3 separate regions of the Danio rerio genome follow, and all the other regions are linked to region 1. The links are chromatin contacts, called in public Hi-C and Micro-C maps. All regions are on one chromosome and are shown on one strand. Each heading gives the region's core, a stretch centred on a gene start, on an enhancer-like site or on the middle of the called end of the contact. The rest is flanking DNA. Distances are from core to core; before and after follow the strand shown.

Evidence for each region. A called contact is a pair of places that touch in the nucleus more often than the background predicts.
Region 2: a Micro-C map of caudal fin shows a contact between it and region 1, with 4 times the contacts expected there. The contact joins the promoter of dbnlb here to the promoter of vps13a in region 1. A contact is called at or near these places in 2 of 18 Hi-C or Micro-C datasets (caudal fin and an unstated tissue) and 1 of 4 datasets of contacts at active chromatin or transcription factors (gastrula embryo).
Region 3: a contact with region 1 is called in a Hi-C map of hematopoietic stem cells, with 5 times the contacts expected there. The contact joins the promoter of ube2d4 here to the promoter of vps13a in region 1. A contact is called at or near these places in 8 of 18 Hi-C or Micro-C datasets (caudal fin, embryo, fibroblasts and 3 more) and 3 of 4 datasets of contacts at active chromatin or transcription factors (caudal fin, embryo and gastrula embryo).

The regions. Positions count from the first base shown.
Region 1 is chr8:61,930,625-61,933,468 of GRCz12tu, reverse strand. vps13a (vacuolar protein sorting 13 homolog A) reads left to right here and starts at 1,456. Exons shown (of 73, transcript NM_001118893.2): 1 at 1,456-1,605. The coding sequence starts at 1,506.
Region 2 is chr8:62,145,804-62,148,647 of GRCz12tu, reverse strand. It overlaps dbnlb (drebrin-like b), which reads right to left and starts at 1,400. Exons shown (of 13, transcript NM_001020700.2): 1 at 1,232-1,400. The coding sequence starts at 1,314.
Region 3 is chr8:62,114,264-62,117,107 of GRCz12tu, reverse strand. ube2d4 (ubiquitin conjugating enzyme E2 D4) reads right to left here and starts at 1,446. Exons shown (of 7, transcript NM_001089453.1): 1 at 1,248-1,446. The coding sequence starts at 1,271.

The DNA of each region.
Region 1 (2,844 bases), core at 207-2,706:
TTATGTTATATAATTATATTATTATAATTAATTGGGATGGAGGAGGATGTTAATACAATACAATTTCAAAGGTAATTTAATAGATAATATTTTTAAATTATTTAATAATAATGGTTTTTACGTTACTGTCAGGGTTGGGTTGGGGTAAATGTTAATAAAATACAATTTAATGGGTCGTTTTATAAATAATATGAATAATAGACTATATCATTACTGTTTTTATATTACTGTCAGGGTTGGAGTAGGGGTAGATGTTAATAACATACAAATAAATGCGTAATTTAATAAATAATATGAGTTACACACTATATAATTACTGTAATTGCATTACTGTCAGGGTTGGGATGGAGAAGGATGTTAATACAATACAATTTAAAAGGTAATTTAATAAATAATATGAATAATACACTATATAATTACTGTTTTTAAATTACTGTGAGGGTTGGAGTAGGGGTAGACATTATTAAAAACACAATTTAATAGGTAATTTAATAAATAATATGAATAATACTCAATATATTTACAGTATTTACATTACTGTCAGGGTTGAGATGGAGGTAGACGTTATTGAGTTATGATTTATTGGTAATTTAATAAATAATTTGAATAAATGTCTGTATAATTACTGTTTGTACATTACTGTGAGGGTTGGAGTAGGGGTAGACGTTAATAAAATACACTTTCATGGAAAATTTAATAAATACTATGAATAATACTCTATAATAATTACTGTTTTTACATTACTGTCAGGATTGGGATGGAGGTAGACGTTAATAAATACAAATTAATAGGTAATTTAATAAATAATGTGAATAACACACTATATAATTACTGTTTTTACATTGATGTGAGGGTTCGGGTAGGTATAGATGCTAATAAAATACAATTTAATGGGTAATTTAATCAATAATATGAATAATACTCTGTATAATTACAGTTCTTATAATACTGTGAGTGTTGGGGTTGACATTAATAAAACATTTTAATAGGTAATTTAAAAAAATAATGTGAATTATACTCGGTATGATTGCTGTTTTACATTACAGTAAGAGCTGGGGTAGAGGTAGACGTAAATAAAGTACAATTTAATCAGTAATTTAATAAATAATGCGAATAATTACTGTATAATTACTGTTTTCATGTTATATTGATGATTAGGTTCAGCGTTCAGACGTTAATAAAATACACTTGTTATTATTATATTATTTCTAAACAAATTTTTATTTTGCATGCGATAAATTTTAGCCCAGCGCTAATATTCAAAAATATACAATATACATATATAAAGATATGAACGATTTTGATCCCATGCCGGATGTTCGTCAACAGAGGGCGCTGTCGCACAGGCGGTGGCGGCGGCGCGCACTCAGATCCTCCTCCCCGTCCCTCCAGTGATGTTTATTTCAGGAAACGGGACTGACAGTAAATACAACTACACTCTCAGCTGCTGCACGAGTCGCAGACGAGTGAAAACATGCTGATGGTCGCATGAGGAGGACGCGAAAATGGTGTTTGAGTCGGTGGTGGTCGACGTGCTGAACCGGTTTCTGGGGGACTATGTTGGAAACCTCGACAGCTCGCAGCTCAGCCTCGGCATATGGGGAGGTAAAGGAGCATTTCTGCCCTTACTGTCTGTTTTACTCCACGTGTCTGTGTAAATTCACGATTATAAACATGTATATGGGTATACCCGTGCTTAGAAGAGTGTGCTCGATCTCACTGAGGAGGAATCTGATGTAATGCTTTGACATTCAGGACAGGCTTGAACATGCGATTACTGTAACCCTGAACTGAAAGCTAACACTGAGGTGAAGTTGGTTTTATTTTCGCACATTCAGACTTTTCCATAATAATGTAATTTCAGAAAGTAAATCCTTGTAAATTCTACATTTGGAAAGCATATTAGCAGCTTACTTCTTCCAAAGTAGAATAATTAACCTTAAATAAATAGTGCTGATATTGTTTTGAAGTCATAATCACATGTAATTTCAGGCTAAATATTCAAAGTACCATGGTAAACAATATAGGGAGCATGTCACAAGTTGAATGTGTGAATATAAAACTATATATAAAGCTAGAATTTAGGAAAATTTGGTTTTATATTCGCACATTGGGACTTTCTTCTTGATAATATACCTTCAGAAGCGTATTCTTTATAAATTCCACATTTGTTTATCATATTAGCAACCAACTACTATCAAAGTAGAATAATTAACCTTAAATAAATAATGCTAATATTGTTTTCAAGTCATAATCACATGTGATTTCAGGCCGAATATTCAAAGTACCATGGTAAACAATATAGGGCAGGGCTCAACAATAAGGACTGCCCGGTGGCCCAGGGCCAGCGTGAGAGACGCTTGGGACAGTAGACAGGATCATTTACTGGCCAAACATTTAATTTGTCTGCTATTTGTCAATTGCGTGCTTTTTAAGTCTTTAAACACTACCTTGTCTGTGATGTAGTAAACACCATATTGCTTTAAGGTTCCTCTCATCTGATTTGATGTTTTGAGCATGCAATTTTCTTTTCATAACCTGGTAACATCCAGAACAGGGAAGAAACAGCAACATGGCGGCAATATCAAAATATAAGGCTAAAAGAAAATGTCTGTTTCTAATGTTTTGGAAGCAGACATTTACATGTGAACAACGTGACAAAAAAATGAAGTGATGTTTTGCACAGTTTGCCGTCAGTTTAACAAGTCAGCCCACCTTTTGTTAAATCATTTCGAACTGTAATAAAATACCTCCACATTTTCCATGCTACTCTTTTTGTTTGCATGACACTTTAATATTTTTTTTTTAAGTATTAAAATTGTAGATTCACAAACTTTATTTTTG
Region 2 (2,844 bases), core at 151-2,650, 220 kb before region 1:
AAAAATAAAGTAAACAAGTTTTTTTTTGGCACACTGACTTCCATTTGTGTTGAGTTACTTATCCTAAAACTATAGTTGGTGTTGCAAAACCATATAAATTGGGGTTATCATAATAGTCCAGGGTAATCTCAAACTAACTATGGTTTTTCCAATGAAATAGTTTTACCATGGTAACTCTAGCACCAAATTGAAGCCATTGTGTTAATAACAATCATGATAACTGCAGTTTTACTATAAAAAAACTGTTAATTTCTGTAAGGGTTGTATTGATGCTAATGAGCATTTATGAGATGATTAACAAATAATAAGGCGTTTGATTAGCGGCTAGCATGCTATAAATGAGGATGTCAGTGAGTGAACAGACACAAACGAAACAACTTCACCTCAGTTCATCAAAGGTTAATCCCTTATGAAATTAACCATGCTTTAATAGTAAAAATGTAGTAACCAAGTTGGCTCACTGACTTCAGTTACTATGGTAAAACTATGGTCGATGTTGGAAAACCATATAATTTGGGGTTACCATAGTCCATGGTAATCTCAAATTAACTACGGTTTTTCAAATCAAATAGTTTCACCATGGTAACTGTAGTACCAAATAGTCATTGTATTAATAACAATCATGATTAATATAATTTCACTATTTTAAAAATCTGTTAATTTCTGTATTTATGCTAATGAGCATTTATGAGAAGATTAATAAATAATAAGGCGTTTGATTAGCGGCTAGCATGCTATAAATGAGGATGTCAGTGAGTGAACAGACACAAACGAAACAACTTCACCTCAGTTCACTAAATGTCAGCCCCATACAAAATTAACCATGTCTGTTAAATAGTAAAAATGAAGTAAACAAGTTTTTTTTTTGGCATACTGTCTTCCATTTGTGTTGAGTTACTATGGTAAAACTATTATTGGTGTTGCAAAACACCACTTACGGGTTACCATAGACCATGGTGATCTCAAAATAACTATGGCTTTTCAAAATCAAATAGTTTACCATGGTAACGTTAACTGTAACACCAAATTGAAGCCATTGTGTTAACAACAATCATGTTTACTATAATTTTACTGTTTTAAAAATCTGATAATTTCTGTAAGGGTTATATTGACGCTACTGAGCATCTATGAGATGATAAACACAAATAATAAGCGTTTGATTAGCGGCTAGCATGCTATAAATGAGGATGTCAGTGAGTGAACAGGCACAAACCCTGGAGTTTCCACTCACCAGTTCGTCTCCGACTTCTCGCCCACCACCTCATTATAGGCCGCGGTGAGCGCAGGCCCGTTTTTACTCAGATTCACCGCCATGATGGAGGAATGTGCGGGGTTTCGGAGGTCCGACAACGGGGAAAGATGCAGTGAACTCCGGCGGCAGATCAGGATCTCTCCCTTGGCTCTACGCACACAGGAAGCATCACGTAGCACTCACTCCTCCCTGTCAGCCACATACGAAGCCTACTATGGTGAAGGTGGAGCTCATGAATATTAATCACGCAAAGCGAGGTTTTGCCGAATTCGCGTTTCTGATTCGCTAAAGCGCTGACGCTCGGGATGTTTGCGGGTGCCAGCTGGCGAATGATGACTTATCTTATAAATATTAATTACTTCTCAATGTTTTTTTGTATTATTGGTTTAATAACGATTCGCACAGAGTATAAAATAATTACAGAAGATCAGTTATTACACTTATAGCTATATTATTAACAAAATAATTTAAATAAAAGTCGTACACAAACCATATGAAAATTCTGAAGGTTACCGTAAAATGGTAACACACGATTGACAATGAGCTTTTTAATAAAATTTATTTTAATAATTTAATTGTGATTTGTATCATGACAAACATAAAATGGCAATAATAGAAAAAAATATTACAATAAGACAGAGACAAAGATTTACCAAATAAAATATATATTTATTATATTATTCTAATGCATAAAGGTACTTTCTATTTACACTTATGAATAAAGAATAATTATATATATATATATATATATTTATATATATATATATATATATATATATATATATATATATATATATATATATATATATATATATATGGCCACTATATTTGGTACACCTGTACAACAGCTTGTTAACGCAAATTTCTTATCAGCCAATCACATGACAGCAACTCAATGCATTTAGGCATGTAGACATGGTCAAGATGATTTGCTGCAGTTTAAAGTGAGCATCAGAATAAGGAAGAAAGGGGATTTAAATGACTTTGGCATGGTTGTTGGTGCCAGACGGGCTGCTCTGAGTATTTCAGAAACTGCTGATCCACTGGGATTTTCATGCACAACCATCTCTAGGGTTTACATAGAATGCTCCAACAAAGAGGAAATATCCAGCGAGCGGCAGTTCTGTGGGGCAAATGCCTTGTTGATGGTCAGAGGAGAATGGCCAGACTGGTTCCAGCTGATATAAAGGCAACAGTAACTCAAATAAGCACTCGTTGCAACCGAGCTCTGCAGAAGAGCATCTCTGAACACACAACACGTCCAACCTTGAGGCGGATGGGCTACAGCAGCAGAAGAGCACACCGGGTGCCGCTCCTGTCAGCTAAGAACAGGAAACTGAGGCTACAATTCACACAGACTCACCAAAACTGGACAATAGAAGATTGGAGAAACGTTGCTGCTCTGATGAGTCTCCATTTCTGCTGACACATTCGGATGCTCGGGTCAGAATTTGGCATCAGCAACATGAAAGCATGGATCCATCCTGCCTTGTATCAGCGGTTCAGGCTGGTGGTGGTGGTGTAATGGTGTGGGGGAGATTTTCTTTGGGTCCATTAGTACCAATTGAGCATCAACGCCACAGCCTACCTGA
Region 3 (2,844 bases), core at 197-2,696, 180 kb before region 1:
AGTGCTAACTACTGAGCCACCGTGCTGTCCTGAAATTACTATATTTACGCAAAAGATTTCTTAAATGATCTTAGCATATCGCCTCACTTGTGTCTTCACAATGTTTCCCAGTGTTTTTTTTTCTTTTCGGCTTAATCCCTTTGTTAATCTGGGCTCGCCACAGCGGAATGAACCGCCAACTTATCCAGCATGTTTCACGCAGAGGATGCCCTTCCAGCCACAAGCCCGATTTTTTTTATATTTAGAATAAAATAATACTATTATTTATAATACATATTTTATTTAAAGTATTTATCAAAAAATAATAAATGTATAATTGTGTATATATATTTATAAACAAATGGGGGCGTGGTTTGCTTCTGGGGCGTGGCTTGGGCATAGGGGTGGGACTAAAATTCTCACTCCAAGCTAAAACCAAAAGTTGGCAGCCCTGGGTTGCTGTTGAAATATAACAAATGTGTGAATAAAAAAACAACTTTACCTTAATCTTAAAAATGACCCAGCTAAATGCACATTTTTACTAAATATAACAGCATGCGAGTTCACAACAACAACACTAGGGTGAGTAGCTAAATAAACACCAAGACATACTCTTCTTAAAATAAGTGGTAATGGTTGCAACCACAAAACTCGGTTGATTTTTGCAGCAATCGCTTGTTAGCAGGCAGGGTTGTGAATCTGTTAAAAATACCCTCCGCTGTCCTAGTGCCCTATTTGCCGAGCCATATATGGACACGCTGACATTGGGGTTCAGCATTGGCAACTTGAAAGCAGTGTCTGCCATCACGCATGCGCAAAAGCAGCGCTTCTCTCATTCATGATGACCGACAACACAAAACACGCATTTCAACGCAATGTTAACCATCCAACACACTCACACACCATAAATCATTCATAACAGCGTCTGATACTGCTGACAACACGTGTGGGATGCACAGATATCCCCTGTATCTTTAACAAAAGACGCTGCCGATAGCATATTGCGCAAATCAAACACTCATAACCAGCAATATATTACAAAAATAAATAAAGACTGCATATAATAGTGTGCACGTTCATGTGTAGGATCAGAAAAAAAGATCGTGTTTCTGTCGACTGCATGCATCCTCCATTAGCCATCCGTCTTTGTCTTGACCAGATGGGGATAAAATGGGTAAAGTGCGACTTGTTTACATTCACAGCAGCACAATACGACGACGACTAGGACACTGATGGAGTGTGTGAGGTTTTGCGATCTGCACACTCACCTTTTGGATTCTTTTCAACGCCATTTGCTCGCTGAATCACAGCCCACTGTTTGATCTACTTCAGATTCTGTTTTTGGCCTGTACAGTTTGGACGAGAACGCTGCTGGGGGGGTTTTCTCCTCAGCCGTCACGCGTGACGTATATAACAACACAGGAGCACAGATGTGGACATTCACACCGCTGTTTGACAGGACAGTCGCAGATTTGGTCAATTCTTACCCCCCACTAGCCTCACTGACAGTTTTTAGTGCTGTGCTAGACAGCAGGAAGGTGATCTCGCGAGACTACGCAACGGATTTTAGATAGTATCGCGATACCAGGGTTGATCTTGGGAAATGTAGTTCTTTATTGTTGCGTGTGAGAAACGACTTTTGTAATAATCGAAATATAGACGAATTAAAATTAATTTACTTCGTTATAAACTTTATGTAAGCAGTTTTTTAATAACTACATAATACATAAATTTGTTTTAAATATACTAAAGAAATGACTTCCTTGTTTGGTTTTGTGTTTGCTTTTAGCTAGTTATTTCATGCTATAAACAGGTTTTATTTCAAGATTTTTGTAGGAGTTCGGGTTTAATTGTAATGCCGTGGCTTTAACTAATGACCGGTGCACAGAATCAGGCTCCAAATGATGCCATTGGCACAAGATGACGATGCAGCCATTCCGTTGGCATTTAGGCTTCCCTTTTCTAGAAGAAGGAAGCTGTGGATTTTTATTTTTAGATTTGTGGTTTAATTTTTTATTACATTATTAGATGCTTACAAATTTTAGATCTTACTATTAAGTTTTACCTAGAAATTCAGTAAAATGGCTTATATAGCAATAGATCACTCTTACATTTAAAATCGTGACCAACGAAACTTGTAATAATCAAAATATAGAGGAAAGTTAATTGATTACGAAACTTCGCAACAGATTTTAGATAGTATTGCGATACCAAACTTGGGGTTTGAGGGGATCTTGGGTAATGTAGTTCTTTAGTGTCACGTTTGAAATCGTGACAAACAAAAAAACTTGTAATAATCAAAATACAGACAAAAATTAATTGACTTCGATGCTGCGAAATCAATTTCAGATAGTATTGCGAGACCAGAGTGTACATTTGGGCTTTGAGGGGATCTTGGGTAATGTAGTTCTTTTGTGTCGCATTTAAAATTGTGACAAATACCCCTGTAATAATCGAATATATAAAAATAATAAACTTTGTTATAAATTGTGTATAAACAAACTACACATTCCAATTTCGTCAGCCATTCTGGTGGCATTTTGCCTTCACGTTTCTTGAGAAAAATTTTTTTAACATTATTATTTTTTTTTATATATTTCTTTATTACAAACTTACTTACATAGACTAACATGCAATTTAGATCTTACTCTTGCTCTTTTGTTTTACCTAGAAATGCAAATTCAGTAAAATGGCTTATATAGAAATAGTTCACCCAAGAGTAAAAATTAGTTGGGGTTTGAGGGGATCTTGGGAAATGTAGTTCTTTAGTGTTGCGCTTAAAATCGTGACCAACGAAACTTGTAAAAATCTAATTACAGACAAAAATTAATTGACTTTGATACTAAATCGAACATTTGAACCCCA